2 separate regions of the Arachis hypogaea genome follow, and region 2 is linked to region 1. Evidence: chromatin contacts called from public Hi-C data. All regions are on one chromosome and are shown on one strand. The core of a region is the stretch at or near the end of the contact, and the rest is flanking DNA. Distances in the headings are between cores, read along the strand shown.

The links. Hi-C and Micro-C count contacts between places; a contact is called where the count stands out from the background.
Region 2: a contact with region 1 is called in a Hi-C map of leaf, with 2.0 times the contacts expected there. The contact joins the enhancer-like site here to the promoter of LOC140177385 in region 1. A contact is called at or near these places in 2 of 8 Hi-C or Micro-C datasets (both in leaf).

The regions. Positions count from the first base shown.
Region 1 is chr2:92,727,492-92,730,736 of arahy.Tifrunner.gnm2.J5K5, forward strand. LOC140177385 reads left to right here and starts at 1,258. Exons shown (of 1, transcript XM_072210478.1): 1 at 1,258-1,713. The coding sequence starts at 1,258. The coding sequence ends at 1,713.
Region 2 is chr2:92,761,506-92,764,950 of arahy.Tifrunner.gnm2.J5K5, forward strand. No RefSeq gene overlaps it. Among protein-coding and RNA genes, the nearest start is that of LOC112751339, 19 kb to the left of the region's middle. Within about 2 kb of position 1,921, at least 2 of the 3 cell types and tissues checked have open chromatin away from gene starts, as enhancers often do.

The DNA.
Region 1 (3,245 bases), core at 8-2,507:
CGGACCATAAAAGCTTGAAGGAACTCCAAACGCAATTCATTTAGACACCAGAACAGCAAACCTGGTTGGCCAAACTACTTGGTTATGATTTCTCCATAGAATACAAGCAGGGGTGCGAGAATAAAGCAGCAGACGAATTGTCCAGATCATTTTGGCAGCTCTCTACATCTTCTTGGGCATTATTACCGCTCTTAAAGGATAAGCATCAACGGTTTCGGCCAGAAACTGAATTTTCTGAAGATGAGATGAATTCTGGTAAGCTACAGAACCGTGGTGGGTTTTGGTACTGGACTGACCGATTAGTAATTCCTAATTCTTCATCTCTGGTACAACACCTGTTACGAGAATTTCATGATTCAATTGTGGGTGGCCATGGCGGCGTGCAAAAAACATTATCCAGATTATCCGCCCAATTTTATTGGAAGAACATACATTGCGCAATCAGTGAAGGACTACATCAAATCTTGCTCCATTTGCCAACAGGCCAAATACAGCACCCAACCTCTGGCCAATTTGTTAGAACCTCTCCCTATTCCGAGACATATTTGACAAGATCTTTCGATGGACTTCATCACCGGTTTACTCCCAGCCCACGGCTGCTCCGTCATATTGGTGGTGGTAGACTGTTTATCAAAATTTGCTTATTTCATATCGTTCCTGGCTGATTTTACAGCACCAAAAGTGGCAGAGGTCTTTCTTCGCAATGTGGTGAGTGTCCATGGTTTGCCACAGTCCATTGTCTTTGATCGGGACAAAGTCTTCACGAGCAAGTTCTGGGAGCAGTGCTGCAATGGCCAAAGTATACGCTTGGCTAGAAGCTCAGCGTACCACCCGGAATCTAATGGCCAAACTGAGGTGCTAAATCGTTGCCTAGAAATGTATCTGCGGTGCTATACGCAAGAGAACCCGAAGGACTGGTATAACCTTTTACCGTGGGCGGCTTTTAGCTATAACAGTTCTTTTCACTCCTCTATCGGCATGTCATCATACAAAGCAGTGTTTGGCAAGGACCCTCCTCCTTTATTGCGATATGAACCCCACCCGAAGGATCCCCCAGCTCTACAAGAACAACTACTCCTGCGAGACATGGTGTTAGCTTCCTTAAAATTGAACTTACAGAAGGCCCAAACCAGAATGAAGAACCAGGCAGATAGCAAACGCAGAGAATTAGAATTTCAGGTGGGAGATTTTGTGTACGTCAAGCTACAGCCTTATCGCCAGCGATCCGTGGCCCTGAGGCAGAACTAGAAATTATCCATGCGTTATTTTGGTCTTTTTCCAGTCATTGCTCGAATAGGTAAGGTAGCCTACAAGCTGGAACTCCCCAATACAGCCCAAATCCACCCTGTCTTTCACATATCTCTGCTCAAGAAGTGTGAAGGGGTCCCATCACCAACTACCATCCCTTCTCCGCTGTTAGTAGATGAGAAGGGCTATCAATTACAAGCTCAGACCACCTTGGGGCATCGAATGATAAAAAAAGATGGCAAGTGGATTGAAGAAGTTCTCATTAAGTGGCAAAATACCTCGGGAGAGGAGGCAACATGGGAACCCTATGAAGAAATGAAGACACAATATCCCAATTTTAACCTTGAGGACAAGGTCCATTTCAATGGAGGGGGTAATGTTACAAGTGAGAGGGAGAGAACCGTTAGAAAAAAGGGGAGCAACAGAAGGGATCTAACAAACTTTCACATGGAAGGAGAGGAGTGAGGAGCCAATATGAAGGAGCAGCAATTGATTGAGAATGGCATGAAAATTGTGAGAACCTTCTTTCTGCATATATCTTTCATTCTCTCTGTTCTTCTTTTCTATTTTCTTACTCTGTGCTGCTTCAGTCCTTTTCTGTGCAGGTGAACTTGGAACTTCCTATCTCATCCAAATTTTGTAAACATTCTCCAATTTTTCCATTAATTCTATACTTTATATACTTCTACAGATTTATACCTAGCCTTAATTGTGTACTTCCATACAGCTATACGCTTGTTCCTTTTTGATCTGGTAACAGATGTCTAGATTTTTTTATTTTTTAAAAAACTATGGTCATTCACAATAATCTTTTAAAAAAATGTATTTGATAAAAAATTACCAAAATTTAAGGATAAAAAGATCTTATTTTTCTAATAATAATTACAAAAATATGCATCAAAATTTGATCTTTAAAGTTATTTTTTAAAATATATATTTAATATCTAGTTCTTTATATTATATTTTTAAATCTTTCGAGGACTTATTTATCGTTTGCTCTTTTAAGGTTTGCTTTGTCAGTGAGCAAACTTCCGAGTACTATTTTAGTAGTTTATTCAAAAAAAAGAAAAATTTTATGTAAATAATTTGTATTAATAAATAAAATAAAATAAAATCAAGAATGATACATCATCAAAGGGTTCAAGAATTTGGTTATGGAATAGATGGTGGTGTTTTGGCTAGAAAAAGGGGTACTTTGTGTATTACCCCTAGGTGGACATGTCAGATGCAAGCTCAACACGCAGGGGGCGTGTTACCTACAGCACGTGGGGGGCATGGAAGACACGTGGCACGATCTGGTTGATCGAACCAGGCAGCACGTGGGGGCGTGCTGACGTGGCAAAGCGTGGTTGGTTCACTCAAGCAACACGTGGGGGCGTGCTGAGTCAGCACGGGGGGCGTGCTGATGTGGCAAAGCGTTGTTGGCTCACTCAAGCAGCACATGAGGGGCACCTCAAACTTGGTGGTGTATCACAACAATGAGATAATACGTAATACTCATGAGGGAGTGAGGTTTGTGTGCCAGAATCTGTTTTCATTTGTGGTTCCATGCACCATGACGTTAATAGAGCTGCAGAACGGCCTCTGTCAAAGCATGGAGAACGGTACATTAATGAGAGTGAGCATAATTCTATACTGAAATCCAGTTGTAGTTTTTGGTGGTCTAATACAGTTTATACCATGCTGATCATTGACGAAGCAAGTATGCAGAATATGTTTCAAATTCACCGGCAGACTCAGATGCGACAGCCACATATTGAGCTGTATGTTGAGTTTGAAACCATAGAGACAGTAGGATTCAAAATGATTTAGATATAGAGGATGATAGAGCTGTAGTGTACGAAGGAATGAATAGTGACAGCAAAGAGGACTTTAAAGCCACTTATGAAGCCGGCGACAAAGACGAGGATGGTGATGTGGGAGTTGAGGTAGCAGCAGAGAATGTAGTGGTTCATCCCTCGAGCAGTCAACCGATGTACGTTCCACCTTTTATGCGT
Region 2 (3,445 bases), core at 671-3,170, 35 kb after region 1:
TCAAAACAAGAGAGATTTGTTGCTATATGTAAATTTCTCCCCATCAATGAAAGATAGACCCAAAATAATAAAGTCAAAAAATATAATTGAATTATATATCTAACTCTTGATAAAGAAGACATGTTACATCTTATTAAACTATATGGTACCTTGTTTACCAACCATCCAAAATACTGGTTTTTAATAATGACTGCAGACGTTAACACTGCTTGATATTGCGGCTGAAAATTTTCTTCATGACAACATACATATGCATTATTAATTAGTGCCACATGCTATTTTCAACAAAAAAATTCGTACAAAATAAAATATCATTGCCTTTTAAAAAAATATCCTTATATGAATGAACACTTGAATTTACAATATCGAACACAAAAGTTGATTGTAATAAAATTAAATTCACTAAAGTGAGTATGCTAATAAATTTGATATATTAGAAGTAATCAATTAAAGCTTCTTGCAACCGTGATCGCTGTCAATAGTCAAATTGAATACATGGATAATAAATTATTAAATACTGAATAATTATTGCTAATAATTATAAAACAGGGATAAATATTACGTTGGTATTCGAAAGATTTTGTCGCTGACAAAATGATACATGACCTTTGTTATTAACAAAATAATTTTCGAAAGATTTTAAAATTTGACAGAAACATCCAAATATAAAAGCATGACGTCACATTGAACAAAAAATGCTAATCTAACAATCGGAAGAACTTCAGTAATAATGACAGAAAGCTTTGATGATATTTCTGACAAGGAGAACTTGCAACAATGACAATGGCATTATCGCATCCTGTTCTCTCTCAATCTCCCATCTCACCTCTCGTTCGTCTTACTCTCTTCCTCTGTAGTTTGAAGAAGAAGAGAAGATCGAAAGAGAAACAAAAGAAAGAAGAAGAAGAGAAGATCGAGTTCACTCTCTCTCCTCACGTTATATTCATTGCGTCGAAGGCCGCAGCTCTAACTGACTTCAGGGGCGGTGATAGTGCACAATAGCAATAATGGGACAGCTCCCTCCTTCCTCTTCTCCGTCGTGCCCATATCCTCTTACAATTTGTGTCTCTCTCTACTCTTCGAGCTTACCTCTCCTGCAACTGTGATAACGACGGTGATGGCAAACAGCAATTCTCCCTCTGTTGGCACCCTCTTCGTCCGCTTCTCTCCTTTTTCTTCTTCTCTTTTTTTTTCTCTCTTGATCTTTTCTTCTTCTTCAAGCTAGAGAGAAAAAGAGAAAGATAAACGAGAGGTAGGATGCGAGACTGAGAGAGAACTAGATAAAAAAACATCATTGTCGCAGCTGCAAGATTCCCTCTTTGTCAGAAATGCCATTGGAGCTTTCTGTCGCCATCACTGAAGCTCTTCCGATGATAAGATCAGCGGCTTCTGTTTGGGTGTATTTGTCAAATTTTAAAATATTTTGAGAGTTATTTGGTCAATAACAAAGATTAGATATTATTTTGTCAACGTCAAAATCTTTTGGATACCAATTTCGTATTTACATCTTATAAAACATGTGAAAGTAAAGTATTGTAACTCAATTTATTATTTTGTTAAAAAAAAAACCCTCAAATCCTAAACTCTCTGCAACCTTCTTGAACGTGAAAATTTTGCTGGGACGTTAAAGTCAAGTACTAGCCTATGAATTCAATAGCGTAAAATTTTTCTTTTTTAATATAGTTTATTTATTTTCCTATGATATGGTATTCTTAAATGCATGATACTAAGCAAAATCATGAATTTGGAAACTTTACTTTTCCATAATCAAAAATTCAAAAAGAACATTAAAATCCTGTTCTGGTCAAAGGATTTTGCCTTCCTCTCTTGCCTTTTTTTTTTTGGTACATTGTTTTGGTTTACTTTCAGGATATTGAGGAGAAGTAATATTACCTAAAAGCCCATATTTTTCAGTCTCGGTTACATATGTTTCTTATAGGCGTAACCTAACTCACTGTATTAAACGATGTTGTGACTTGTGTCGGAAAAAAATAGTGTTGCGACTCATTTCAAAAAACAGAACAGAGGTTGTGATTTGGGTTTACAGTCTGTTTATCCAAAACATTATGGGCTAAATAAATATTTGTGACTTTGCTTATAAAAAAATATGGCCCAAAGAGTCATCTTAGGCCCAAATAAATATCTTTTACCAGTTCACGTCAAAATTTATTTTTTAAGAAATTATTTTTCAATTTGACCGAAAAAAAAAATAAAATTATTTTTCTATTGTGACAAAAGATAAGTTCCCCATGTGCCTTTATTTTCTTTTTTTTCATCTTTTGGGTTTTTTAAAATATGAAGTGTTGGGTATAAGAAGATGGTTTCAATTTACAATTAAAATATTTTTTTAAAAAAATATTTGTTTTCACACTTAATTGTTATAAAGTTGTTATAAAGTTTGGATGATAATACTCTTTTAAAATATAATAAAACTAATAAATTTTTTAATTAACAATAATAAAAAATTTTAACTCTCTAATTAAACGTACACTTTTTATTTTCTATTGGTAGATTCACCAATAGAGGATTAGTATCTGAGTTTTATCCACTCGACCAACTCAAGTTGGTTAATTAAGTCTAACAGATGTTAATATTGTAAAATTGGTAATTTATTACGTGGAGGCAATTTTGGAAAACTAATGAAAAAATTGCTTGTTGTCATTTGGGCTGGAGACAAAAAAGGATAAGAAATATTATCTAAAAAAATAGGAAAAACCAAAATCTAAAGTTTTTGTATTATTTTTCCCTTCAAAATTCAAATCACAGCTTAAAGACAATGATGGATATTTCCAGAAGAAAATTGGTAGAAAAGATACTCGTGGAGGAATTTATCTTTATTGGGCTTTCCGTTCTAAGGGGCGACCGAACAACTTCACTGGAGTACAACTTCAGGGTAAGAAGAGTTAAACCCCAAAGTAGTTTCTGAGATTCACAAAATGTATCGATTTGGTCCCTGACTTCCTAAATACACTATTTATGTCCTCAAGATTGGAAAAAATGCACCTAGTTGGTCCCTTCCTTCTTTTCCGTCCAAATTCCTTCCCGGCGGCAGTGATGTGGCAATTTTTTGCCATGCTGGACATCCCAACGGTTACATGACATGGCTATCAAAAGTTTGTAACCCAATATGATCCCTGAGTCCCTTTTTAATCCTAATTACTGATGGAGTAGCGTACCACTTCTTCTTCTTCTTCTTCTTCTTCTTACGATGGTTGGACGTGCAAATGAGGGAGACTGGAGTTCTATTCTATTCGATCAATACTTTCACCACTTGAAGAATATACCTCAGCGAAAAAAAAAGGGGCTTGAGCAGCATGCATGCATGAGATCCAAAGTTCAAATTGTACCAATAAGTAGCAAAAGGAGCAGACCAAACAAAATTTAGTTAATAATCCAAGGTTTAACCCCTTTTAAAGTAACGTTAGTCCACATAAGCAAATAACAT